7 separate regions of the Mus musculus genome follow, and all the other regions are linked to region 7. Evidence: chromatin contacts called from public Hi-C, HiChIP or PLAC-seq and promoter capture Hi-C data. All regions are on one chromosome and are shown on one strand. Each heading gives the region's core, a stretch centred on a gene start, on an enhancer-like site or on the middle of the called end of the contact. The rest is flanking DNA. Distances are from core to core; before and after follow the strand shown. Region 1 holds the start of Atp5g3 (ATP synthase, H+ transporting, mitochondrial F0 complex, subunit C3 (subunit 9)). Region 2 has its middle 13 kb from the start of Gm31472. Region 3 holds the start of Chn1 (chimerin 1). Region 4 has its middle 7.8 kb from the start of Gm38603. Region 5 has its middle 17 kb from the start of Chn1. Region 6 overlaps Gm50595. Region 7 holds the start of Hoxd11 (homeobox D11).

Evidence for each region. Promoter capture Hi-C pulls out the DNA fragments that hold promoters and counts their contacts. Hi-C and Micro-C count contacts between places; a contact is called where the count stands out from the background. HiChIP or PLAC-seq counts read pairs in DNA pulled down with a chosen protein or histone mark.
Region 1: an H3K4me3 HiChIP or PLAC-seq map of craniofacial prominence shows a contact between it and region 7, with 6 times the contacts expected there. The contact joins the promoter of Atp5g3 here to the promoter of Hoxd11 in region 7. A contact is called at or near these places in 10 of 39 promoter capture datasets (the C10 cell line, HPC-7-derived erythroid cells, cranial neural crest and 6 more), 2 of 15 datasets of contacts at CTCF or cohesin (pro-B cells and stem cell-derived epiblast-like cells), 4 of 484 Hi-C or Micro-C datasets (LSK cells, embryonic fibroblasts, embryonic stem cells and 1 more), 22 of 115 datasets of contacts at active chromatin or transcription factors (craniofacial prominence, differentiating embryonic stem cells, embryonic basal ganglia and 12 more) and 3 of 9 other capture datasets (adipose tissue, embryonic stem cells and macrophages).
Region 2: an H3K4me3 HiChIP or PLAC-seq map of embryonic limb bud shows a contact between it and region 7, with 5 times the contacts expected there. The contact joins the enhancer-like site here to the promoter of Hoxd11 in region 7. A contact is called at or near these places in 6 of 39 promoter capture datasets (the HPC-7 cell line, HPC-7-derived erythroid cells, cranial neural crest and 4 more), 9 of 115 datasets of contacts at active chromatin or transcription factors (craniofacial prominence, embryonic basal ganglia, embryonic forebrain and 6 more) and 2 of 9 other capture datasets (liver and pancreatic islet).
Region 3: a Hi-C map of embryonic stem cells shows a contact between it and region 7, with 4 times the contacts expected there. The contact joins the promoter of Chn1 here to the promoter of Hoxd11 in region 7. A contact is called at or near these places in 15 of 39 promoter capture datasets (the 3T3-L1 cell line, 3T3-L1-derived adipocytes, the HPC-7 cell line and 10 more), 11 of 484 Hi-C or Micro-C datasets (the HPC-7 cell line, cerebellum, embryonic fibroblasts and 2 more), 11 of 115 datasets of contacts at active chromatin or transcription factors (astrocytes, bone marrow-derived macrophages, craniofacial prominence and 8 more) and 2 of 9 other capture datasets (liver and pancreatic islet).
Region 4: an H3K4me3 HiChIP or PLAC-seq map of embryonic limb bud shows a contact between it and region 7, with 4 times the contacts expected there. The contact joins the enhancer-like site here to the promoter of Hoxd11 in region 7. A contact is called at or near these places in 14 of 39 promoter capture datasets (the C10 cell line, the HPC-7 cell line, HPC-7-derived erythroid cells and 10 more), 4 of 15 datasets of contacts at CTCF or cohesin (CD8 T cells, embryonic stem cells, large pre-B cells and 1 more), 54 of 484 Hi-C or Micro-C datasets (B cells, the Ba/F3 cell line, the C2C12 cell line and 38 more), 14 of 115 datasets of contacts at active chromatin or transcription factors (the NIH/3T3 cell line, bone marrow-derived macrophages, craniofacial prominence and 10 more) and 4 of 9 other capture datasets (adipose tissue, liver, macrophages and 1 more).
Region 5: a promoter capture Hi-C map of embryonic stem cells shows a contact between it and region 7, with 7 times the contacts expected there. The contact joins the enhancer-like site here to the promoter of Hoxd11 in region 7. A contact is called at or near these places in 15 of 39 promoter capture datasets (the 3T3-L1 cell line, 3T3-L1-derived adipocytes, the C10 cell line and 9 more), 1 of 15 datasets of contacts at CTCF or cohesin (embryonic stem cells), 8 of 484 Hi-C or Micro-C datasets (the HPC-7 cell line and embryonic stem cells) and 12 of 115 datasets of contacts at active chromatin or transcription factors (embryonic basal ganglia, embryonic forebrain, embryonic hindbrain and 6 more).
Region 6: an H3K4me3 HiChIP or PLAC-seq map of embryonic limb bud shows a contact between it and region 7, with 4 times the contacts expected there. The contact joins the enhancer-like site here to the promoter of Hoxd11 in region 7. A contact is called at or near these places in 4 of 39 promoter capture datasets (3T3-L1-derived adipocytes, HPC-7-derived erythroid cells, embryonic stem cells and 1 more), 5 of 115 datasets of contacts at active chromatin or transcription factors (craniofacial prominence, embryonic forebrain, embryonic limb bud and 2 more) and 2 of 9 other capture datasets (adipose tissue and embryonic stem cells).

What each region holds. Positions count from the first base shown.
Region 1 is chr2:73,909,881-73,913,482 of GRCm38.p6, forward strand. It overlaps Atp5g3 (ATP synthase, H+ transporting, mitochondrial F0 complex, subunit C3 (subunit 9)), which reads right to left and starts at 1,446. Exons shown (of 5, transcript NM_175015.3): 1 at 1,372-1,446; 2 at 1,075-1,180; 3 at 1-61. The coding sequence starts at 1,113.
Region 2 is chr2:73,990,101-73,993,673 of GRCm38.p6, forward strand. No RefSeq gene overlaps it. Among named protein-coding and RNA genes, the nearest start is that of Gm31472, 13 kb to the left of the region's middle. Within about 2 kb of position 1,936, at least 10 of the 459 cell types and tissues checked have an H3K27ac peak or open chromatin away from gene starts, as enhancers often do.
Region 3 is chr2:73,773,035-73,776,757 of GRCm38.p6, forward strand. It overlaps Chn1 (chimerin 1), which reads right to left and starts at 2,312. Exons shown (of 13, transcript NM_001113246.2): 1 at 1,989-2,312. The coding sequence starts at 2,007.
Region 4 is chr2:73,951,747-73,955,105 of GRCm38.p6, forward strand. No RefSeq gene overlaps it. Among named protein-coding and RNA genes, the nearest start is that of Gm38603, 7.8 kb to the right of the region's middle. Within about 2 kb of position 1,990, at least 12 of the 459 cell types and tissues checked have an H3K27ac peak or open chromatin away from gene starts, as enhancers often do. A contact at or near this core is called in embryonic limb bud and pre-B cells, where this site is marked.
Region 5 is chr2:73,791,088-73,794,531 of GRCm38.p6, forward strand. No RefSeq gene overlaps it. Among named protein-coding and RNA genes, the nearest start is that of Chn1, 17 kb to the left of the region's middle. Within about 2 kb of position 1,349, at least 18 of the 459 cell types and tissues checked have an H3K27ac peak or open chromatin away from gene starts, as enhancers often do. A contact at or near this core is called in embryonic stem cells, where this site is marked.
Region 6 is chr2:75,490,899-75,494,322 of GRCm38.p6, forward strand. The region is part of intron 2 of Gm50595; the gene reads right to left. Among named protein-coding and RNA genes, the nearest start is that of Gm39854, 16 kb to the right of the region's middle. Within about 2 kb of position 1,758, at least 12 of the 459 cell types and tissues checked have an H3K27ac peak or open chromatin away from gene starts, as enhancers often do. A contact at or near this core is called in embryonic limb bud, where this site is marked.
Region 7 is chr2:74,679,978-74,683,766 of GRCm38.p6, forward strand. It overlaps Hoxd11 (homeobox D11), which reads left to right and starts at 2,346. Exons shown (of 2, transcript NM_008273.2): 1 at 2,346-3,190. The coding sequence starts at 2,416.

The sequences.
Region 1 (3,602 bases), core at 196-2,695, 770 kb before region 7:
CTGGCCGAGATAACACTGATGCAGAAATTGGTCTATATGCAACTCTGGATCCAGCTCGGATCTATTAATGGAAGGAAAAGAAAGAATTTCAAGTACTAAAGAGTACACATTAGTCTTCAGTGACCTCTTGTGCAACTTTAAACTCTAAAGGAGAAAGCAGAAGAGAACGAACAGATTTATTATCTCTGCAATTAGCATGGCCTTTGGTCATTGTGCATACACAAAGCCAACCTAAAATTTTATGCTAATGAACCATGGAATGTTCTATTTAATCTATCTGTAAACAAAAATCCTAAGACCAATTAGTTACCAAGTGACTGAGTGTTGTGGAAGTTTCAGTAACTGTAGTGCTGTAAATTCAAGTAAGTTATGTGGGCTCATAAGGGTGTCGCTATGATTTTGATCATTTACAACAGTCCAGCAGCTAATGAAGCTCCTACAATTTTCAAAGGATTCCTAAATACCCACTAATTCTAAATTTACTATAGAGTTAAGCATTTTGATGTCAGCTTAACAGCCGTTGCAATACTCTCACTATAAGGACATCTGGCAGTCTGGCTTCTCTGCCCTTGAGTGTCCACGGACACTAAGGTCACAGAAAATCCCTCCAGAACCAGGACCCGATTCTCTAGCACAAATCTTTTAGATTCAGACTTCACTTAAAGCCTCCAAAAAAGCAAGCTTCGGGGCTCCCCAACACCTTTCTCCGCCCACACAAGGAAGCAAAGTCCCTCCCTCTGCAGCGGCGAGTTTGACCTACAGACGCGCACGGGAAACGCTGTGCAGGCAACTAGGCCTCAGCTGCCCCTTCCTGACTTCTCAGCACCCCGACCTTCGCGTCGACCCCAACTCCATAGGGACCGGGCGGTGGGGGAGGGGCGCGCTCCACGAGCAAGGAGGCTGTGACCTACGCCCAGAAGGCCTGTCAGCTAGGCCTCGGGGGGGACACATGGCCGGGAACTGTCTGCGGGCCCCAGGGTTGGGAGGGAGGGAGGGAGGAGAGGACATCGGGGCAAGGGTGAAGGAGAGCCGGTCCCTCGGCGTGAATGCTGGGCCGAGGCCCGGGTTACGCACCAGAGCGGGGGTGCGGGCGAGCTTGGCGCAGGCGAACATCTTTCTTCCTGGCGGCGCGGCGTGGATCTAGGTGACAGGCGACGTGGGCTCCTCTCCCGCTTCCTCTCTGCGGAGCGAAAAGAGGCTTAAGGTCAAGTGTCCCCCCCAGGGGCCTGTCCTTGCCACCCCGGCCCCGAGGGGCCCCGCGCAGGCGGTCAGCGTGGCCGCGTGCCCGGGAAGCGCAAGCCCGGTGGACAGGGCCGGGAGACCCGCTCCGCCCCGGCCCGGGCCCCGCGCCCTCCGTTTACCTTCGCTTACCTCCCGAGGCGGCGGCAGTGGCGGCGGCAGAGGTCGAAGCAGTGGGGCTGGGCGCGCAAGCGCGGTGCGGCTCTTATCCGCGCCGCAGCACCCGGATGGAGAAGGCGGGGGAAGACGCTCAAGGTCACTTTGTAACAACTTTATTGGTAACTCTCAGAGGAGGACAATGACAGGCCCCCTCCGTGACCGGCTGGCGGCCAGTGAAATGAAAAGCACACTGAAGACGACTCTTGGCTTTGTTAGTGTTACTAACGGTGCAGATAATTTTTAGTTGTTGTCGCTATCGCAGACTGAGCCTCGCTCCTTGCACGTGCCAGGCAGGGGTTCTCCCAGGGAGCTACAAGCCGACCCTGATTTGGCTTTTATTTCAAACAGGGTGAGTTGCTCAGGCAGGCCTTGAGCTCAGTATGTAAGTTAGGGAGAACCTTGATCGTCCACTTTCACCCTTCCAAGTAGTTAGCTTCTTCATAACCAACTCCAGCGGGATTATTTCTTTGTAAGACTCTAAAACAGGGTTTTTTGTTTGTTTGTTTGTTTGCTTTTGTTTAAGACGACAAATCTTTTCTCAGAAGACCTACCTAGAAGTCCTGGGAAGAACAAATGACGGTTCAAGAGCTTTGCAACTCTGTAGACTAGGCTAGCCTTCAACTCACAGAAATCCTCCTGCCTCTGTTTTCCAAGTGCTGACATTAAAGCCATGTACCACTGTGTTCTGCTGCCTTCCACCATTATAACTGGGAGAATTAAGAGATAATAATGTATCATCATTTCGGACTAAAAAAGTGCCTGAATAGTTTTCAAAATCTATTCAGCACCCAGTTCTGATAACTTTGAACAAACCAGATGGATGCAGAAATGTCTCAGATAAATGGCTGTAGTTCAACGTCTGGTCTTCTTATTGATTTTTTTAAAATAGTTTTTTTGAGATAATATAATCTCATAGGTTCTCCCCTGTTTTAGGGTTTTAATGCTGTGAAGAGACACCACGACTACCGCAACTCTTAGAAACAAACAAACAAACATTTAATTGGGGCTGGCTTACAGTTTCAGAGGTTTAGTCCATTTTCAGCATGGCAGGAAGCATGGCAGTGTTCAGGCAGACACGGTGCTGGAGACAGAGCTGAGAATAGCTGAAGGAAGAAGGCAGGCAGCCAGAAGAGACCACTGTTAGCCATTATGCTTGCCTTATGCTTCTGAAACCTCAAAGCCTGCACCCCCCCCCCCCCCAGTTACACACTTCCTCCAACAAGGCCACACCTCCTAACGGTGCCATTCCCTATGGACCCGTGGGGGCCAATTTTTTATTCAAACACCACTCCCTCCCATTTCCTCCCCCCTCCTCCTCCTAGACACTTCTTGACTTTTCAAATCTGAGGCCTCTTTTTCTTTAGTTTTATATACATATTTAGTTGTATGTATATATGATATGTTTTTAGATATAAAATTATAACTTGCTCAGTCTGTTTGTTTTAACCATAGCATTTTCTCCAGCCTCAGAAAATCACCATTGTTTTTGTTTTGAACTTGACTATTCTAGATCCTTCATCTAAGTCCTGCATTATTTGTCTCATTGTAACTAGCTGCTGTTTCTTTTAGTTCATTACATTTATTTATTTATTCTGTGCATATGTGAGGGCAGACAGATGTGTGTATAGGTGCATATGCCACAGTGTGCATGCAAAGGTCAGAGAACAGATTGAGGGAGCCAGGGCTCTGTCCTCACCATGCGGATTCCAGGGATTGAATTCAGGTCGACAGGTGTAGGGCCAAGCAAGCACCTTGACCCACTGAGGCATCTCACAGCATACTCCTGCTTTTCTTTTTTTATTATTTCTTTAATGTATATGAACACACTGTAGCTGATTTCAGATATACCATGTGGTTGCTGGGAGTTGAACTCAGGGCCTCTGGAAGAGCAGACAGTGGTGCTCTTAACCCTCCAGCCCCATTTCTTGGTTATTTTTGAGACAGGATTTCTCTCTCTCTCTCTCTCTCTCTCTCTCTCTCTCTCTCTCTCTCTCTGTGTGTGTGTGTGTGTGTGTGTAGGCTTGGCTGTCCTAGAACTCACTTTGTAGACTAGGTTGGCCTCAAACTCACAGAGATCCTCCCGCCTCTGCCTCCCAGGTGTGGGGATCAAAGTTTTGTGCCTCCACAGCTAGACAGTTGCCCTTTTCTTAAGGTCAAGTTTTGGATTTTGAGATTGGATCTAGTCATACAGTCCATGCTGGCTT
Region 2 (3,573 bases), core at 686-3,185, 690 kb before region 7:
TTTTAAAAAGCCTATCATTTCCTTTTCATTCCAATGTGGAAAAAGCCAAGATTAAAATAAAGGTTTGAACTTATTTCGGATGAAGAGTGGATATTTATGTTTTTCTTTTAGGTGACCTTGGAAAAGTCTTTAGAGAAATTGCTGGGGGTGAAAAAAAATCTATCTTTCAAATTTCTTAGCAAAAATACACATAAGAGAGTTAAAACTTATGTTGTTAGGGCAAGTTAAGATGTGTATAAAATAGTTATAGTCAACAATCTTATTTAATTTTATTTACATTCTGCTTTATCCTACAAAGATTACATGCAACTCTGTTTTTAATGAAGAAAAATGATAAGTCCTTCTCATTGGTGTTAGAATAAAAATTTGCGCCCTTGATAACTAAATATTTCTAAGTACCCATGGCTTATGGACTCCATAGTCATATCCCTCAGCTCTCCAGCTAGAAGCTTCAGAACACTGACGAACAAAGTAGCCAAAGCCTCTTTCAAGTGTTTAATTTAGAATAAGATAAAATGTAACTATCACATTAAAATGAGGAGCCAAGAGTTTCCCTGCTCATTCCTAGCCTGAAGAAGCATTTGAAGAGGGAAACGGGTAGAGCAGCGGCTTAGTCAATACTTTCTTGTGGATGGTTTTGTTTGCTGGATGCCCAAAGTCCCCAGTGGTGACAGTCCCCAGTGGTGACAGTCCCCAGTGGTGACAGTGCTACAATGACCTTCCCTCGTCTGCTAATGAAATGGCAGTCAGGCAGCAGGACCCCGATCTCTTAGATCTGGTTTTAGGGTTCCTTCCCCCATACCCATTGTAGGGTGCTGTTGTTCTGTCTGTGGGCTAGGACAAGGTCCAGATGGAGTGCTCTTACATCTTTACTGCTCAACAAAGGCTGGGGAAGACAGTTGTGCTATTGCTTGTTCAAAACATCTGGTAGCACCAGAGCCACCGGTAGAGCTATCAGAAAGCCCAGGGGACACAGTCAAGGCTTTAAGTAAGGCAAATGGCACATACATTGTAACTGTTATACAATGCAGGAGAAAAATGACTAAGTTGTTAATGCAGATTTCTAATTCAGGCCTAAACATCAGGGGGATCCTTTGGGAACTGTAGTTGTGTAGGTCATATCTCCTCAGTGAGATTTGTCCCTGAGCTGTGGAGTCTGTCGCTGTACCCTGTGTATGGTATCTGACTCTATCACAGCACCTTCACTGCACTTTGTGATTGTGTGGAAAATAAAAACTGGGGCTTTTGTTTTCCCACTGACTCTTCCTCCAGGGGCTGTTGTCTCCTGGGCTCTGATCTGTGGATGCAGTAATGGGTATCATAGCGAGTGCCACAGTAGCAACGCCACATACAGAGACGAGGGATCAAGCTTACAGCTTGTGATGATTATTTGCTAAAACATTAGTCTAGGTGCTTAATGTATTCATTTATATTTTTATTTTCGACATCTGCATTTGGAGATTGGCTCCAAGGTTAAAGAAGAAGATAACCCGTCTGGTAGGCCACCCCCTGGTTTTTATTGCTGAATCTGCTCCTTCATTTTCACCAGCTGGGTCATCTTTGCTCAGGGGAGACTCACTTGGCTAAGGCTAGTCAGGATACTGTTGTTTCCGAACAATTAAAACACAATCCGTACCTCCTCTAACCGACAAACCCCGATGATTACAATCAAAGAGCTTCCGATATTTTAAAACCAGAATGGCTGGGAGCTGCTAGGTACCACAAAGCCAACAAGAGACTGAGCGGATCCTCAGCCGATGGCCCTGGCAGTGAAAGGGAAGCCAAAGGAGGCACAATGGGCGGTGATAAAGGCACAAGCACTCTTATTACCGGGCGATCCATCATTTTAAGGAGGGAAGAGCCCCCAAAGAACAATGGAACCATGCAGATGCCGTGCATCCGGCCGAAGAAACAAATGTGACTGCACAATGGTGTCGTCATTGACAACATCCATTTATCGAACACAGTGCAGAGCCCTGTAGAAGGCACTCCGCCAGGGCTTGAATTACACAGACACTCACATTTGCAAGCCCTCCTCTTGTAACTGGGAAAGGAGAAAAACAGCCCAGGGAATGGGTTGTTTGTGTTTTTCCTTTCCATGTTCATGCTGTGTGTATTTCTACAACCTACTGGAGGATTCCCAGGCCTCCTGGACACTGTTATCTTTTTGAGGAAGGGGGACACTTTCCTGATGAGCACACTCACTGTCTTCTAGAGTACAACCAAACAGGGATGAACAAGGATAAAGCAACACCTTGCTGATACTGAGACAAGTGTTCTAAGTCTCTTCAGGTCCCTTTAACTGGAGCGCACCCTCCTGGTCTCCTCTTCCTCTATCTCCACTTGACCTTGACCCCACAGATACCATTGTTATTTAGGATAACCAGCTCTCCCCTCCTCCTCAGGATTTGATTTCCTTCACTCCATAGGGTGGAAGAGAGAGCAAAAGTAGAAAAGAGTCTGGGTGATGGAATCTGTTTCTGTGCAGCTCAGGCTGTGAAACTTCCTATTGGTCTCCCCTCTCCATCCCTTCGACTTATGCCATTGGTCTCCCCTCTCCGTCCCCTCGACTTATGCCATTAACCAGAGCATGTTTTGAGACCACTACTGTGTGGACTTGGCATATCCGTTTAGTGTACTGGGCACACTGTTCATTCCCACTGTAACTCAAGTAAGGGTGACTTGGGGCAAAGAAATTTGGGTGTTAGTGCAGGGAAATGCAGAGATGTAGAGGCCAACCTCATCCCAAGGAATATCTGCAGGGTGAAACTGCTCAGTAAGGACCTGCATCGTGTGTCCTTTCCAAACTCCTGGGCTGAAACCCCAACCCCTTAGGTCTCAGTGTGTGTGGGTGGGTATAGGGATTTTAAAGAGGTGAGTGAATGGAGAGTCTCCCCAGTCTAGTCAACGCACATGCACAAGCACGCACCATCCCCACAAACAGTGCCTATGTGCATCGATGTGCGTGTATATGCATGTATGAGCATGCTCACTGAGGACTGAAATTAACCTTGCATGCTTTCCTCCATCACACTCTATTATATTTGTTAAAGAAGGGCCTTTTGCCGAAACCAGGACCCACCAGCCAATTAAGATTAGTCAGTCTAGCCATTTTGCCCTGGAGATATCCTGTTTTTGTTTCCTGAGTTCTGGGATTACAGAGAACTCTCATCTACCTGGCTTTTATGTAGGCTTGGAGGACCAGAACACTGGCTCACACTTGATGGCGAGTGCTTTTTCCAAGGAGCCACCAATCTAATTTAATTCCTTATAAAAAAGAGAAGGTTTAGACACACACAGTCATCAGAGAGGAGAGCCACCTGTGAACAGAGGAGAGGAGCCTTATGTGAAACCAGCACTTTGATCTTGGACCTCAAGACTGGGAGAAAATACATTTCAAAAAGAAGCGGTCTTTTCTTTTTTCTTTCTTTTCTTTTTTTTTTTTTTTTTTGCTTTGTAAATTGCTCAGCATGTGGTATGTTGTTATGGCAGCCGGAGAAAGCTAAGGATGCACACACATTGTTGTGTTTTATAAAATGGTGGTATAATGCAGCAGGAGGGAGCATCTCAGTG
Region 3 (3,723 bases), core at 1,062-3,561, 910 kb before region 7:
GGTGTAGCAGGATAGAAGCTGGGGCACTTCCTCTACCACCTCTAAGAAGACTGAAATAAGGACAAGAAGTCCTTCTCTAACTCTTAGGTACTTCTCTTTACATATGCAAAAATGTTTTTGTGAACCGAGCCAATTAGATTCAATCCCCTAGTCTTTGCCTGTAATTCAATACCTCTCAAACTTCAGTGTGCACCTAAGAGAATCTTTGAGTGTCCCTTTAAAAATCCCTTTCACCCTGGACTTGGACAAAAGCATCTACATTTAGCAGACAGATAGATGACACAGGAGACAGGAATGATCTGCAACAGGACACAGTTAAAAACAGCTGCTGCTCCATCACTACAAAAAAGTGGGTGTGGTAGCTCATCCCTGTAATCCTGGCACCTGGGCTACTGAGTAAATTCTAGGCAAACCGAGGCTACAGAGTAAGAGTCTCTCAGGCTCTCTCAGTCCCCACCCTCTCTCTCTCTTTTCCAACCCCTACTTCTGTTCTGAGGTACCAAGGTATGCTACGTTCGCATTGTAGCAAAGTGTATTTATGCAAACTGAATTCTATTTTTCACAAGCACATATCAAAACACTGAAACCAAGTCATTCCTGCTGAGGGACGGGAACAGTTTCCCACACAGGTAACAATTTCATGCCCTTCTTTTACTTATTTCCACCTAGGTAAAGGCTTACAAGCTAAAAATCTTTTAAAAAGTGTATTGTGTCCCCAGTTTAACTGCCTTGCTTATCAGGAATGTCAGTGTTCTAGAAAATACTAGATGAGTACAATTTACTTTGAAACCCTTAAAAAATGCAGAATATGTCATTAGAAACCCGGACAGATCAATTGTTCCAATACAGTCTGAAGATTTCCTCTGGAAATCTTACTGCTGTGCATTCGCTGCAACAGTTGCTAACCAGCCACAGCCATTGCTTCTAAAGAAAATATAAGCTAAGGGTACAGTCTTATAGCATTTGTAACCTTTGTACAAAAAAGTCCCCATTTCCATTAAATAATGCAGATTAAATACAAGGTAAAGTAAAGATATTATTTTCCAGAGAAAGAAGAAACAGAAGTAACTGATGCCAGCAGCTGAATTCACTTGGAGGTATTTACAACAAAAAGCATTTATGGTATGTGACAACATAACTGTGCCTGGTCAGATGACATAATTAAAACTTAACTGGAAACTGGATATGCCGAATAACTTGTGAGAAATGTGCTTGGATATTAATAATAGGTTATTCCTAATACATCATTGCACCTTCCTACTTTGAAAAACTGAATTCTTTGCAAATCTAAGTTTTGACATACTGAGTTCTCTTGAAATGATGTACCAAGGTCTGTTTTTTGTAAAAGAAAAAGAAATGTCCCTTTTCAGTGCTTTTCCCCCAACCCACTGTCATTGCAAACTGTCTTAGCCATTGAAACAATAGTGTTAAGTAACTACATCCACAAAATATCACTTCCCAAACAATACAGTTACCTTACAGTAACCAACTTTCTTCTGCCCTCTTTCCTCAGAGCACACATTTTAACCAATAACAAATTAGGTTCACATATTATTCTTGTTTCCAATGCAATGTACCAAGTCCCCCCAAAATGCCCAACAATCCAACAGGAAGCAACACACGGACGGGGCAATTCTAGAGAAGCTAGGGATGCTCTCGCATCTTATTCAAAATAATAATAACAATAATAATAATAAACTTTCCAGGATCTTTATTTACCGACTTAGGGAAAATTGGTTTGCAAACAACTAGCCAACTTCCCTCTCAAGTTGGTATGTGAGAGAGGCACGGTGTGTTCACCCCGACCCCAGGACTGGCCCGGGAGCTCACGCCCATTGCCCTGCCTGAGAGGAGACAATGGGAGCGGCGCGCGGGGCCGCGCTCCAGGAGCCCCGACAAGGCGGCCCGCCCGCCCCGCGCCCCCCCAAGCCCGCACGCGACTCCGGGGCGCGGCCCACCCGCGGCGGGGAGCCGGGGACGGCACTCACCGAACAGGGTCAGAGCCATGGTGGAGCCGCGCCGCCCAGCGCTCCTCGCTCCCGCGGCGGCCGGCAGACGGCACCTCGGCGGGGCGGCGGCCCGGGGGGCGTGGCGCGGAGGCCGCGGGGGGCCGCAGCGAGGAAAAGTTACGCGCGCGTTAGCGAGGGGCGCGCCCGGCCCGCGGCAGCCCGGCAAGCCGCCGCGCGCCCGCACCTGTCGCCGCCATGGGCCCGCGGGGCGCGCGCGGGCGGGCGGACCTGAGGCGCGACCGGCCGGGCGGAGCGACGGCGGCCGGCGCTCACCGCGCACCCCGCGACCTCGCCGACGCCATCTTGCCAGAGCGCGCCGCATTCCCGCCAGCCCCTCGGGCGGCCGAGCGCGCGTTACCATGGCAACGGGCGCGCGCACGGCCCACGGGGACGCGCCCCATCCGCCGCGCCTAGAGTGAGGCTGCGCCCCCCACCCCAAGCCCAACAGGCGCACCCCCGGGGCGACGGCAACAGCCGCCCCGGGCTAAGCGGGTGCAGCTCCTGAAATCCCGGGATTTTTCTTGAATGGGATGGGATGAGAGAGCAGAGCGGAGGATGCTCGGGCTCGCGGGCAGGCGGGGTCTCCTGAGGACCAGGGTTCGTCTGAGGATAGAGCTCCTGCCGGCGCCCTCAGGGTTAACCGGCGAGCGGTCCCTGCCTGTGAATGCTGCTAACATTCCCTTGGGTTGGTGGAGCCCCTCTTGTTTCCGATCTGTATACCCGGAATCGGGTAATTGAAATGCATCGGGAATTATCTAAAATAACTGTTAGAAGGCAGGTGCTTAAAGCCACTGTGTCTTTTTTTTTTTTTTTTTTTTTTTTTTTACGTTATACCTTGTGGATGTTGTCTAAGGGAAACATCAGCGTTCCTCGCTGCCTGGCGAGTCTCTGCCACAAAAGATTCCCCGGAGCTTTTGGGTTTTATCTGACAATCACAGGCACTGTCTCTAGCTCTGGTGTTTTCTACTCGCCTTGTCGTCGCCTTAATTAGCGAGAGGGCATCCAACGCTTGAGGGTTTGGATTTTTGTTTGTTTGTTTTTTAAAGGCTCAACTGTGATGTTTTTCACTTTATTTCTCGTTGCTACCTTTGTTCTGTATAAAAATAGTCCTTTTCCCTCCTACTTTCTCTGTCTAGGGTTTGTTAGTGTTTGGGTGTGTAATCGTGTTTGTTTAATCTTCAGTCCTCATTTTCTCCTGCGTGCACTTCTTGTTTTGCAGGCTCCTCGCGTTCCCTGGTGTCATTTTTCCTCTTTTCTCTAAATTTCAACTAGTTATTGTGTTATTTAATATATCTCAGGAATCAAATCTTTATAAAACGCTAATTACTACCTCAAACAGAGTGCAGCTAATCAATCATCATTTCACAGCACACTCAAGCATCAGAAAAGAAGAAAAGCCGGTAGAAAGGAGGAGCCAAGCCTTTTGTTTCAAGCCAGTTAACTCAAAAAAGAAAGAAATATTAAAATAATCAGCCTGAGTGAACAAACGTCTAGGCACCTGATCTTACATTAAATAGATTTTCATTAGCTACTGGTATAAAAATATTTCTTGGAATCACCAACATTTTACAACATTATTTTCAATAATCTCCTTTTGATTTTATGCACTCCTCCCTTTTTTTCTTGAGAAAAAAAAATTACAGTTCATCAAGATAAATGAAAATTCAAGAAGGCTTTGTTGGACAGATTTTACAGCCATGATAGTATCTCTGCT
Region 4 (3,359 bases), core at 740-3,239, 730 kb before region 7:
GTAAAAGCAGCCATAAACAGTGAGCAAAGGAATGAACCCGACTATGCACCAATAAAACTTTATTTATAAAAACAGACAGGGGAGTTGGCTGGTCACTGACCAAGACGCTTTCAGTGGTGCGTGTATATAAAGTCACCCAGAATGCTTGTTTTAAAAATGCTGATACTCTTTTGTTTGGTTTCTTTTTATTTTTCTTTTAAATAGCCTTACATATTTTAATAAATTGACCATAAATCTAAGAGACGGGAAACGTGTAGAGATATGTGTGTGGCCTGGCAAGACATCAGGTGATATGACTCATCTCAGTTACTTCATCTGTAAAATGGCATGTACTGTCCTTATTTAATTACTAGTTCTGGACCGGCTCCCTCAGGAATCGTGGTAGGATGTAGTAAAGACACAAAGGACATGGTATTTATTTAGAGATGGCTTTGTTATATGTATCGGCCTCTTTATTTTATTTCTTGAGGGTGCCAAGTTTCTATCATGGCCTCTTGGGTGGCCTCTTGAGCTGTCTCTGCGTCTTTATCTGAATCATAAAGAACGATGCTTTTCTTGGATCCTTTGGGTGTGGAAAGCTCTCCCAACATGCCAAATGCCATCAAGCTAGCACTTAAATGTGACTGAGCTGAGATGTGTCTACACACTTTAATCGCTTCATATTGAAGACTGCCAGGCCTCCAGCAACCCGAGAAAGGAGATAAAATGAAGAGAAAACTAACAGGGCAGCCACGGAGAGATGATAAAAGGTAAGGGTAATGGGCGGTTGGATAGCGGCAGGCAACATCTTTAGCTACCATGAAAAGTATTAAGTTGGTGTGTTTGTTGAATTCGTTTTGCTGGTGGTCACTTTGTGTTCATTCCGAACATCCAGCAGTTCGCTAAGTAAACACACATGACTGATGAAAGAAGAAAGGGAACCATTTTTTTTACAGGGGCCATTAAACTTTAACTACCATCTGGCAGGGACTGATTAGGGAAGATCAAAATTAAGGCACTCAACACAAATGCTGTGTGAATACCCCAGGGAATTAACATGGATAAAGACAGTGAGCTTGTGGTTAAGTAAAGAGACAGACATAAGAGGGAAGTGGCGAATACATCCTTTACGGCTTTGGATCTCATGGTCACATTCATTGCCAAAGGGACTCAAAGGGTGTGGGGGTGGGGGGATAACAAGGAGGCCATGAGAAAATCTGAAACACCTGGAAATAATCAGATGCTCTGCACCAATCATAAAAAAAGAAAGTTAGAGAACGACACAGGATCACCTCGTGTGGGCTTCCTCCCAGCCCAGGAAGGGGATGTTTATAGGAGAGGTGTGTTGAAATTGGCAAGTAGTTAATATTCAGATCAGCCTACTATTTAAAAGTAGGAAATGATTGTGTATACTGCTGGGAAAACATTTGGGACTCTCTCCTCGTGAACGCTAAAGACTCTATAATCTCTGGGAATCACTATTTGCTCACTAATTAAACAGACACCCAGCAGGCATTTGGGGGAGAATATGAAGAAGGGAAGTTGAACCTTACTGTTCAGGGACCAAGCCTCTGTGTTCCATCAGTTGGTAACACAGTGCTTAACCCTGGGGCAACTTCACCCTGTTAAAAACACACAGGAAAGTCCTTGGAGAAAGTCCTCCCTTTCTTCTTTTTAATCGTAGCTTATTTTTGTAGATAGATGGACCCAGAGGGCCACCTGAGTGGGGGAACCATAGTGAAGAACTGTGCTCAGAAGGAAGGGCTTAGCTGTTGTGGGGGTGGGTGGGGGTGGGGAGCTTAGCCAGCTTCCAGTTCTAAGTAAGCATTTTTATTTAAGGAAAGTGCAGGATCCTCATCTTGATCAGTGAGATGAACAATTGAATTAAAGCTGGTATAAGCCAGGTCCTAACCCAGAAATATCCCAAAGGAATGTGTGAAGTCCACATGTTATCTCTCTGTTTTCTTCTTAGAACTTATTCTGTACAAAGTACAAAGTGTATTCCTATTCATCCCACAATTTAATTTAATCTTTAACGCAATCCTTGGAAGTATGCACAGAGGAGAAAGTTGAGACCCAAGGTGCAGTGATTTAAGTGACTTGTCCAAGGGTAAAATCACTTAGTAATTATTGATGTCAGGATTTGAACTTTGGCCTTTCTCCTTATATGGCTGTCAATCTCATGTTCCTCCTCCTTACAACAGAATGAAATCCTTCCTGTAGCCCTACTGGGTGCACTGTTTTAGTTTCACTCCCTGACACCCCTATTGCTGGCTTCCTTTAACCTTCCTCTTTTTGAATGAGACTGGAATCAACTCTCTGTCTTAGAAGGAGGGCGTTAAAACTAACAGACACAGCCAAGAAAGTGTTGTAGCAAGGCAGCTCGCCCCTGCAGCAGAGATAGAGGGTCAACTGCACAGTCAGGGAGAGAGAGCCTAGCAAGAATAACAGATCTACACCAGAAGGCCCCTGGCCCAGGCCAATGGGAGGGCATCTGCAGATGAAAGTCAGCGAGAAATGAAACAAGGAAAAAAAATGACAAGCTTTGGGGAATGTGCGGTAACAGCATGTAAGAACATGAACTTTGTTGTTTAATTTTAGAATATTCTAGGGAAAAAATCTTATTTTAATTAAATTTCAAATAATAGCACAATTCATATATATATGTATATTCAATGTGTTAAAATAAAAAGGCAGTGTTAAGAAGTAAGCTAATTCAGAGGGATGCTAGGACCCTCATCATTAACACGTTCCTCCTGCCTCTGTACGTCTGGAATCTCTAAACATCTGGTGATTTTACCATCAGGAAACGGTGCAGTGTCCATCTGTTAAATCAGGCTTTGGCTTGATTCACCTGGGAGGACCAACCAGATGTGGCGTCCTGTGCATTATTAATGATCCGAGTCTTACCTTTGTATGTGCCCTGTGAGGGCGCAGTATGAGGTACAACCCATAAATCATTAAAAAGTGAAGAAGTCATATTTTACTTCATTTTACACATAATAAGGACCATTTTTTTCTTTTTCATTTTTAGTGAGGACATAAATCATTAGAAGCAACTTAAATTTCTTACATTAGAAAACTTTTAGCTGTTTTTTTTTCCTCTCCCTTTGATAGAAAAAGGTTTGCAAATATCACGTGAACACACAGGAAAAGCTCTCCGACACAAAGTCGCTCTTTCACTCACTGGTGTTGGGGCTGTGGGGCCTATTTGTAAATAGCTTCATACAAAATTTCAGTCCACAGTCTTTCTTATCCCATCATTATCAACAAGCCTGTTTATATGTTACAATGAAATACTTTCTGTGGCCTGAGACAACTTGGTGTGATGACCAATATTCTAGGCTAGGCTTTGTCCAATTTGATGGTGACCTTTGGCC
Region 5 (3,444 bases), core at 99-2,598, 890 kb before region 7:
AAAGTTAATGAATATTTTAGAGTCATGGGAATAAGTATAAGATGATCAGAAGACCAATTGGCTAAGTATATGTTAAATTCATTTTAATTGAAACTGCTGCCAGTAGGCTTTCCTCCTCTGTATGATCATGTCTTTTCATTCTCAGTCAAGTCTCACTATATTGCCAAGGCTGGTCTCAATTCTGGGCTCTGGCAATCTTCCTACTTCTGTCTCAAGTAGCTGGTGCCACAAGAGCACAACACATGCCTGACTATTTGTACCATATACACCTGAGTGGCTTAACTCCTGGTTATCGTGATCTTGATTGTGAGGATGGCCCCTGAGCCAGCATCCTCACATCATCTGGTGACAGCAGTCTACTCTAACAAGCCCTCCCGGTAACTGTGATGCTCGATACCTTGGGTACCACCATTCCAACCCTTCACACACCCAAGCTGGAACTGGCTCTAGCCGCTTCACAAACTGCATTTACATGTAGCATATCAGGAGCTGGAGGTATGATACATACAGGTCTCCACATGTGTTAAACTCCTCAAAGCTCTGCACTCTAAGTGTTTTTGTCTCCGCGTGGGGATCTCCCCAGGATCCCTGACATCATGGACCATTCCACATATTGTCAGTCAAGGTGTTCTGTTTGCAGCAACCCTCAAGGGTTACTGCATTCAGTTTAGTAATAAGTGACTTCCAAGTGTGACATCACCCCAGTACTATCTCCGGGTTGTGACGTATAGCCCAAGTAAGCTCAAACGAGCCATCTAAATTGGCAGGTCAGAGGAATTGCTGGTCCTTGAAGCTGGAGAAGGGAGGCATGGGAATTTAGGAATTAGTAAATCAAGCTGACTGAACAACACATGTAAGTCTTAAGCATAGAGGCTGTGAAAGGTGCAAGGTGCAAGCAACGACAGCAGGCCTGTCCAGGCAGCTTCAGCAGTAGACTGTTACACAAACGCGCGCGTGCGCGCATGCACGAGCACAAGCATGGGGGAAATCCTACTGGACTGCATGCAGATCTGGCGGGCACCTGCTGACTGCCTTGACCTTCAGTAGTGGTAAAGTGAGGCCACCTGACAACCATGGTATCAATTGTGCAGCCAGCCTCACAACTGTAGACATTCTTTACACAGGCTCAGGGGCAGGACTGGGGGCATCTGCGTCTTCAGAAATGTAAACACATCCACTGAGCTCCCTCGATCACACCTGGCCTCACAGAGACTTGCCTTCTTCACCAACCACTCCCTCTTCCGGTTCTTTCAGAGAATCCATCTTTACATCTTGTTGCCACACTGCAGGGAGACAGCATCACGTATAGTGATCAGCGGTGAAAGAGCAAAGCGCACCAGCAGGTGGACCCAGAGGCCAAACTATCACATGCTACACGGAGGCTCCAAGCCCGCTCCTCCAAGCCGGCTTTGGGGTCCTTAAGGTTGTTTTCTATTTCCTCTCACCTTCTGAGTTAGGTGTGACTTTTAAAAGCTCTCTACAAGTTGCCTTTCAGCTCCGCCCTGCCCAGCAGTATAAACAAACATTGTAAGATCCCATTGGGATCATGAAGTTTCCGTTCATTTTCAGGGCTGGGAAGCAGTCCCAGGGCTTTGGGGTCCAGCTCATACTGTGACAATTTAATTTCACTGGATCAGATGCTTCTTGGTTTCTTTGCCGACTCAGCACCCAAGCCACCTTTCAGTTTGGTGAGAGCTGGTGGAGAAAGGCCTCCCTTCCTCTCTAGCATCTCAGAGGGGCAGAGAACAGCTTTCTCCGTCCTTGGGGAGCCCCATCTCCAGTGCCTCCGCGCCTGCTATGACCAGTTTGATGACAAAGCAGAAATGCAAAGAGGAGGCACTACTCAGAAATCACTGGAGGGGACAACAGTGTTGTGACTTGGTTGTGGGAGGGTGGTGTCAGGACTCTAGCAGTTCCCTACCTACAGACTCTTTGAATTATGGAATTTCCTAGACCACCTCAGCCTGATATCATTTCTCAAATGTCTTTGTTTCAAATTCTAGGTGTGCCCTTCAGCTGTACAGGAGATCTGATTCCGAGCCTGATCATCTTTGATCTCTAAAACATAAGCCAGGACAGTAAGTCCTGTAACTACAAGTCCTATAAACTTACAATGCAGAACTATAAACGTTCATAGCCACTTTAAAGTCAGATTGCAAAGAAGGCACCTTAATTTATTCTTTGGAGACATTTATTTATTTATTTATTTATTTATTTGTTTTGTTTTGTTTTTTTGAGACAGGGTTTCTCTGTATAGCCCTGGCTGTCCTGGAACTCACTCTGTAAACCAGGCTGGCCTTGAACTCAGAAACCCGCCTGCCTTTGCCTCCCGAGTGCTGGGATTAAAGGCGTGCGCCACCACGCCCGGCTTCTTTAGAGACTTTTAATAGTGCAAGAAGGGTACAATTTCTCAAGCAATAGAAGAGTTATCGTCATCAGAATACCTTTCTAAAGCAACCTCTAGCCTCGTCCCACCCCCACCCCCACCCCCTTCTCTGCAGTGCTCAGTGTTGAACCCAGGGTCTTATATGTGCTAGGCAAATGCTTCACTCTCAGGCTGCATCTCCAGCCCTCTCTTATGTTTTTTGACCAAGTAGACTATAGTGCCAAAGCTTCCCCCACAAGGCTTCTCTTACTAGCTGGCCCACTTCCCAGGGCCTCCCCTTGCCCTGTTAGCAGAATAAGCTGTGTGTGTTTCCATCAGATGTTGGTTACATCTCAAGGCATGCTGATGCCAATGTAGGTTCAGAGTGGGGATGGGCCCACAGTAGACTCTTCCTGGAAGTTCATGTTGAGTAAGGATGATCCATTCTGGAAAAAATAATTCCCGGTACAATTGAATAAGAGCCTAGTGGGGAAAGACAGAAAGGGCAAAGCAATGAGGATAGGTTTACTCTGCCATTGTTGTACAAATTTTAAGGCGTAGTAACAAGTCAAAAGAGTTGTGTTGAAGATGAGAAGTTGCCTGTTAAGTCATAGGTTCACTGTGACTGTTAATCTTCACTGTCAACTTGATTAAATTTAGAATTAGCTAGAAGATGGTGAAGCACACCTGTGTGTATGTCTATAAGGGCGTTTTCAGAGAGGGTTAAGCGAGAGGCAAGACCTACCGTGAGTGTAAATGGCACCAGCCGTGTGCTAGGGCTATGGAAAGCCAGCCGAGTGCTGGCTCTGCCCTTTTCCTGTCCCCTCGTCCACTGTCGATATTCGAGCAGCCCCAACCCTACACCGTTGGCTGAGCTTCTCTACTTGCTTTCTCAGACACGGCGGACTGAAACACTAAGCCATGAGTCTCAATAATGTGTTCTCCCTTATGTCGTTTTTGTTGTTTCTACCAGTGATGTAAAATCAACTGGTGCATTCACATTTATGGAGACATGAATCAACACTCTCAAAGATTTATTCTGTTTTGTTTTGTCGAGACAGGGTTTCTCTGTGTAGCCC
Region 6 (3,424 bases), core at 508-3,007, 810 kb after region 7:
AAGTCGATCAATCATATCAATCTCTCCAGGGTTCAGAGAACAACAGGGAAGAGAGAGCAAAAAGAATGTGAAAGCCAGAGAGTGGGAGGGTCCTGTGAGATGCTGTCTGCTGGACTGCAGGATAACTGTCATCAACTCCCAGCAACTCTGGTTACCTGAGCAAGATCAAATCACTCCACACCCCAGCAGACATGGAAGAAGGGCTAGAGAAACCTTGCCCCAACACAGGAGCTATTAGCAGTTGACAAGCCACACTAAGGTGTGGCTGCTGACAGGTTGCCCATGCTCCTGAGAATGACCTCACTCGTGCACCCAGGGGTAATCCTAACTGGACTCAGTAGGTTATAAAATGAATGGAAAGGACATAAAGGTAGGAAGAGGACATGCTTGGAGCTCTGGGGAGAATGGAAGGAGGAGTTAAGAGTGGAAATAATCAAGATACATTGGATTGGGGGTGTGGTAGCACATGCCTTTAATCCCAGCACTGGGGATGGAGACAGAGGCAGGCAGAGTTCAAAGTCAGCCTAGTTTCCACAGTGAGTTCCAGACAAGTCAAAGCTACATGAGACCCTATTTTTAAAAAAATGGGGGGGGGGAATGCCTTAAAAAGGTATCCTTAACAGTAACTGATCAAAATAGAAGATAAGATAGGGAAAAGTATCATAGAATAGACATGAACCCAAGCCAGGTTTACATGTTGACAGCAAATCTAAGTGAAATTCCTAATTTCCAAAGGAGGAAGATTGATGCTACAATGAGGTGAAGCCAGGGAAATAACAGGTTTTAAACCTTAACCCAGGGGCTCAGCTGATGACAAGCAGGCATCGGGAAGGTTCAGATGACCTAAATTGGAGTGGGAGGGCACAGGCTTCTCTATCTGTCCTCTCTTCATGGTGGCATGCCCACAGATCTCATAGGAGTCGGAGTGCATAGATTGGGGGCAGTTCATGATCCTTTGTCTCATAATGTTTGATCTGAGAAGCTTTTATGATACTTTACAGTACATAGTAGTTAAGTTGGACAAATATTATGACCACAGTAAAACACATTCTTATCACTGGAACATAAATCAGTAATTGCTACATTGTGAGGGAGTTCCCCCAAGTCCAGGGACACTGCTCAAAGCAATGAGGGAGGGGGGGGTTGTTTAAAGGAGAAACCAAAGAGCATCAACTCTCAGTTGAAAGCAAAACACCACAAAACCAAAACCTGTTCCCTCCAGGGCTGCAGTGATGCTTTGCAAAGCTCTCAGAAAAAGCTTTTCTCCCTAAGCCAACACACACACACACACACACACACACACACACACACACACACACACACAATGCCACCTAAATAAGCCTATTAAAAAGGACTCCAGTGGAGACACTGATTTGCCATAAACTGCAAAATGCTTCGGAGCTCAGCAGAGACTGGCTCCTGTCACACACAGCCTGGCAGTGGCCCAGCTCCACACCAGTGCACACTTTTCCAATTACAAGCTGAAGATTCCTACGGGGACTCAGGACTCTTGTTTCAGTCTTCCAGTGCAGGAGAAATTCTTCATGGAAGAAAGTGCCCATGGCTCAAGTTCTTCAAGCTCTGTAAAAGAGAGACCTACAGTTCCCACAACAGGGAAGATTCTCTTCTGTTTTCCTGGTTTTTTTTTTTTTTCACATCTTAAATTCTGCAAATTCTTGAAGCAATGGAATGAAAGTTGAATCCCCTAATGATGTGATAGGCACTCCTTATTTATTGACTGTTTGGAACAGCAAAGTCTAAACATTTGAGGCCAGGCGAAGTGTTCACATTCTGTTCTTTCCACAGCTTAGGGGTGAATACATAAAACCGCTGAAGGCAATTGAAGAACTTTAAAGGAAACCGGCCACAGGTGGGGGTGCTCTTGATTAAAGACAGACAAAGTCATGTATTAAAAGTGGCTAGCTCAGGCTGAGTGCACCTACCAGTAATCGCAGAACTCAGGGGCTGAGACAAAAAGATCATGAACTCAAGCCCAGGCTGGGCTATATAACAAGACCATATCTCAAAGAAAAAAAAAAATATATATATATTCTTTTTTTTAACTCTCATTTTTAAAGGATGACTTAAGACTGGGCCAAACTGGAGGTGATTTTTTTAATGTTCAAGAACATCAGTTACCCTCAAAGTTTATTTTTCATTTATTTTCTAAGTCCTCTTTAGTGAAAAATTGGTACATGTGAACACTTGGCCTGTGCCAGCCACGGCATTAAGAGCTCACTCAGGTACTCGATTTTATCGCCTGTCTTCTAAGTAAAGAAACATAGCTTCAGATGGTATCATACAGATGCCCAGTGTCAGCCAGCTAATAAGAGGTAGTTGAAGGACTTGCAATCTGGGAGTTTACTGCTATGGCGAGGGGCTACCTTGGAAAGCAGCAGCAGGAGATGCCTTTCTGCAGGGCCTCTCTCCACTTTGCTACTGAGTCAAGACAAACCACAAGTTAGTTAGACTCATGAGCATTGGCCACGTATGTACCTCAGCGCCTGCGCCATTGTAATTATCCCTCTCAATTACAGAAGGCATGGATAAGGAGGGCACAGGGGGCACCATGTTTGTCCTTGGCAATGGTAACTTGTTCTGCTCTGGCTAGGCAAGCCATGCCCTGACATTAGCTAATGCAGAGAGCTTTCCAGGTCTTCGGAAACGGAAGTTATTGTTGACTTTCTCAAAAGGCCCATCAAGAGCCATCTGGAAGGATCGTGTTTATTTGTGGGTTTGTTGTTGTTGTTGTTTTAATTACAGCGTTGACAGTGTCTGTCATATCGGTGTGCCCCAGACAATCAGTGCAGCCTCCTGCTCCTCGTGAGAATCGCTGTTGTGAAGTGCAGTCAGTGTGGAGCGTTGACTTCAACCTCCTCTCAAAAGCTTACACAGGCTTTTAGGTTTTCACAAAGGAAAACGTTTGTTGTTTCCATTACACATAAGGGGAAATGTGAGCCAACAGTTACACTCACAGCTTTCTATTTACCCATGGAGTACTCAATTCAGGGGATGGGTCCAAGGAAGCAAGAGGTTGTCATACTATCTCTTCTACACTGCTAAGGGAAAGAGAGAGAAGGGGAAGGGGGAGGGGGAGGGGAGAGGTGACAGGGAGAGGAAGGAGGAGGGAGGGGGAGAAGGAGAGAGACCCTAATTCAGTAATGATTTTTTTTAACTTACATTGCCCAGTTGCAAGTCTTCCACCCAACAGAGAGTTAACAATATATAACACATTCTCTTTGCCCCAATTACTACAGAAAAACAAAGCAGAAAGCTAAATCATTCTCAGGGCAACCTGCAAAGAGGAACTCAAATCAACCTTGGAAGGAGTGCCTGACTCTGGGTTTAAACTAATTGCCATGTAAATTAACAACAACAAAAAAAAGAAGAAGGAGGAGGAGGAGGAGGAGGAGGAGGAGGAGGA
Region 7 (3,789 bases), core at 1,096-3,595:
GCCCATCGCCCCTTCCCCTATGTGCTAGCGCGCTGCTGCAGATGGCGCACCCTCCCCTGCCAAAGCGCGGCTCCCGCCGGAGCTGCCGTCGCCATGTCGTTGAACTTGAATGGTTCCTCCTTTCCATTTCCCTTTTCGGCAGCCAGCAGACTTCACTTTAGGGGCGACGGTCGGTGGGGTGAGCAGAGAGAAGGTGGGGAAATTGTTTTGCATCCCAAGACATGCAAAGATTGGGGGGGGGCGCCGCTGCCTTCCGTCCTGAACGACCCCAGGAACACTGTGCTGTGTCTGGGGAGCCATTTTAGGAGACAGATCTAGGGGCGTCGACCAGGGTTCAGAAAGGGAGAGGCTTGGAACTGAGATGGAGATAGGGAGGCAGATAAAAATACGCTGTGTGTCGGACTCCGGGCTAGGAGAATGGTGCCAACAGGAATCTGGGTGTGTGTGGGGGGGGGGGGTAGTTGCAGGGAGGGGTCACCTAGGATGGACAGCTAAGTGGGAGAGAGCTTGGGGAGCACCAGTCGTCACTGCCACAGACCTGTTTGCGCAGTTTTTGGGGGAGGGAAGCAGACACGGGTGAGGGCGGAGGAAAGAGAGGAATGGAGAAAGGAGGGAGGAGAAGAGGAAGGGGCGACGGCTAGAAAATAGATAGCAACTCAGACCACCGGCCTTTTCTCTTAAGTCGGCTGGGTGCGCAAAGAGCACAGGACCCGAACCGCAGCGGTCTGGGGAAAGGAAGGAAACCAGAACAGAGCTGCCTAACGGGGCATAGCGCTGAAGCCCAGGCCTCTGGGCTGAATCCTGGGTAAAGGAACACTGAGGAAGGAGGAAGGCTGCTGCCTTTGGTTCTGGGATTTGGATTTGGGGAGAGACTAAGGCCTGGTAAGCTGGAGGTGGGAGCCTAGGCCTCTTTTGGACTCCAGGCCTGAGAGGATTGCCGCAGCCCAATGAGTGAGGCTTTGGAGCAAGTGGCTGGGGGCCTGGAAAGTCTACCTCGGAGTCAGGTGGTGCAGATAGACTCCAACAGGCAGGCAGACGCTATTGAGGGCCCCTGGAGAACCAACCGATCTCCCTGGGAGATGCTATGACCATCAAATTCAAGGGCTCCAGAGGAGTCTTGGGGATATGCCACGAGATTGCTCAGGGCTTAGTGGGGCTCCAACACAGTGAAAGCTCCAAGAGACTTGAACACAGAAGACGATGAGAGGAAGGCCAAAGCACAAGGGGTTTGTCTGTGGGCGGTGAGTAGGGACCTTATTCTGTGAGAGTGGGACTCATCTTCCTTTTGTTCTTCAGACCCTCGAGCTTTGAGGAAAGCCAGAAAACCGGGACCTCTGTGTTTCCACGCTGGCTGAGTATTGAGAGGAGAGAGAAAGAGAGAGAGAGAGAGAGAGAGAGAGAGAGAGAGTAAAGGGAAAGGATGGAGGTACTAAGAAAGACTGGAGAAAGGAGAGAAAGCAGGATGGAGGCGAGGAAAGGAAGAGAGGAAGACAGGAGAGAGAAAGGAGAAGAGTGAGGAGTAAGCAAAGAAAGGAGGGACGGGAACAGAGCGGAAAAACCTGGAAGAAGAAAGGCCGAATGGGTACCAAGGCCCACGCCAAGCTAGCTCCTGGGAGTCGTTTTTTCCAGGGTCTGCACTCTTGTCCCTGGTGTCAGAACCCAAGAGAGCCAAATCCCTACCAGCCGGAACGCACTCCGCAGAGAAATATGTAAATCAGGGCTCCCTGCGCCCTAGAGAGTGTCGCAATTACGCCCCTTGAACAAGAAGCAACAAGCTCCCAGCCGGTGAGCTACGGAGGGTGGCTGTGTCGCGGGGGAGGGAGCGGCTGCAGGAAAGGTGGGGGTGGGAACCTCACACTCTCACACCTAGTCCTCTGTGCCAGGGCCGGGGCTCCCCCCACCACCACCACCACCACCGCTCTCGACTGCTCTCCCTTCCCCCTTCCTCCCCCTCCTCCCTCCCTCCTCCTCCCCTCCGGCCTAGGTCCGGGTACTTAAAGCAGCGCGGGCGGGCTAAGGCGGGCGGGCGGCCCAGTCCGGTGGCGGCAGATGCGCCCAGCGGTGGCAGCCGCCGGCGGCGCGCAGGTGACCGGCCTGCAGCGCAGCCTGCTCAGGGAGTGCCCTGGGAGAGCTGGCGGGAGCTGGAGGCCGATCCGCCCCCAGCGTGCGCGCGTCTCGGCGCCAGGAGCCGTCCCGGGGCGTGTTGGCGAGCGCTGATATAGATATAAGGACATTTCTCTCCATGGCGTCACGTGACATAATTACCACCAGAATCAATCAAGATGAATTGCACGTCAGCGCCCGGTGGGGATTTTTGCTTAGTTGATCCTGGCCCAAGCCTCTTGTGCAATCGATGGCTCAGGTTGGAGGCGCGGGGAGCGGCCCGAGGCTTGCCGGCGTGCACGCCGCGCAGCCATGAACGACTTTGACGAGTGCGGCCCCAGCGCAGCCAGCATGTACCTGCCGGGCTGCGCTTACTACGTGGCCCCGTCGGACTTCGCCAGCAAGCCGTCGTTCCTCTCGCAGCCGTCCTCGTGCCAGATGACTTTCCCCTACTCCTCCAACCTGGCGCCACACGTCCAGCCCGTGCGGGAGGTGGCCTTTCGCGACTACGGCCTGGAGCGCGCCAAGTGGCCGTACCGCGGCGGAGGCGGCGGTGGCGCGGGGGGCGGCGGCGGCGGCGGTCCCGGCGGGGGTGGTGGCGGCTCCGGGGGCTACGCTCCCTACTACGCCGCGGCAGCGGCGGCAGCGGCGGCAGCGGCGGCGGCCGAGGAGGCGGCCATGCAACGAGATCTGCTCCCGCCCGCCGGCCGCCGGCCAGACGTGCTCTTCAAGGCTCCCGAGCCGGTGTGCGGCGCTCCCGGGCCGCCGCACGGTCCGGCGGCCGCAGCCTCTAACTTCTACAGCGCCGTGGGTCGCAACGGCATCCTGCCCCAGGGCTTTGATCAGTTCTACGAGGCGGCGCCCGGACCCCCCTTCGCCGGCCCGCAGCCCCAGCCCGCTCCCGCGCCGCCACAGCCCGAGGGCGCCGCTGACAAGGGCGACCCCAAGCCAGGGGCTGGTGGCGGCGGGGGCAGTCCCTGCGCCAAGGCGACTCCGGGCCCAGAGCCCAAGGGGGCGGCGGAAGGCGGTGGCGGTGAAGGCGAGGGCCCCCCGGGGGAGGCGGGGGCCGAAAAGAGCGGCGGCACAGGTAGGCGCGGGGCGCGGGCCGAGGGGCTGGCCCGGGGCGGCGGAGGGGGGGCGGTGGGGACCTCCCTCTGCTTGCGCCGTTTTATGTGCTACTTTATAAGCATTCGAGGGGGTTTATACATCCTATAAGATTTCCCGGGTCGTTGTAAAGCGTGTTTATGATAGGAAACCAATTTAGGTGGGCTTAAGGTAGACTTCGAAGAGGACATTAATCGCCGTAGAGAGCTTTCCCTCTATTTGGGTGGGGGGGGGGTGGGTGAGTTGAGGACCTTAGAGGAGGGAAGTACATTTGCAGCCAGTTGATGAGTGGGAACACGAGAGCCTCCTGCCTTTCAGGGAGAGGGTAAGTGATCTGCCGCACTGGACTTAACCCCAACCTCTGGCTGGCGCTCAGCTCGGAGTTGAGCAGATGCTCCTGTGGGCGCGCTCTTGTCTCTCTCCCTTCATGTTCCAGTTCAGAGCCTGCCTTGCCATCATCCTTTTTCCTATCTCAGTGCCAGCCTAGAGTGTGTGTGTGTGTGTGTGTGTGTGTGTGTGTGTGTCCGGGCGTGAACACATGTCCACGCCCGCACTCTACTGTGCCCGCCCATATATCATCCC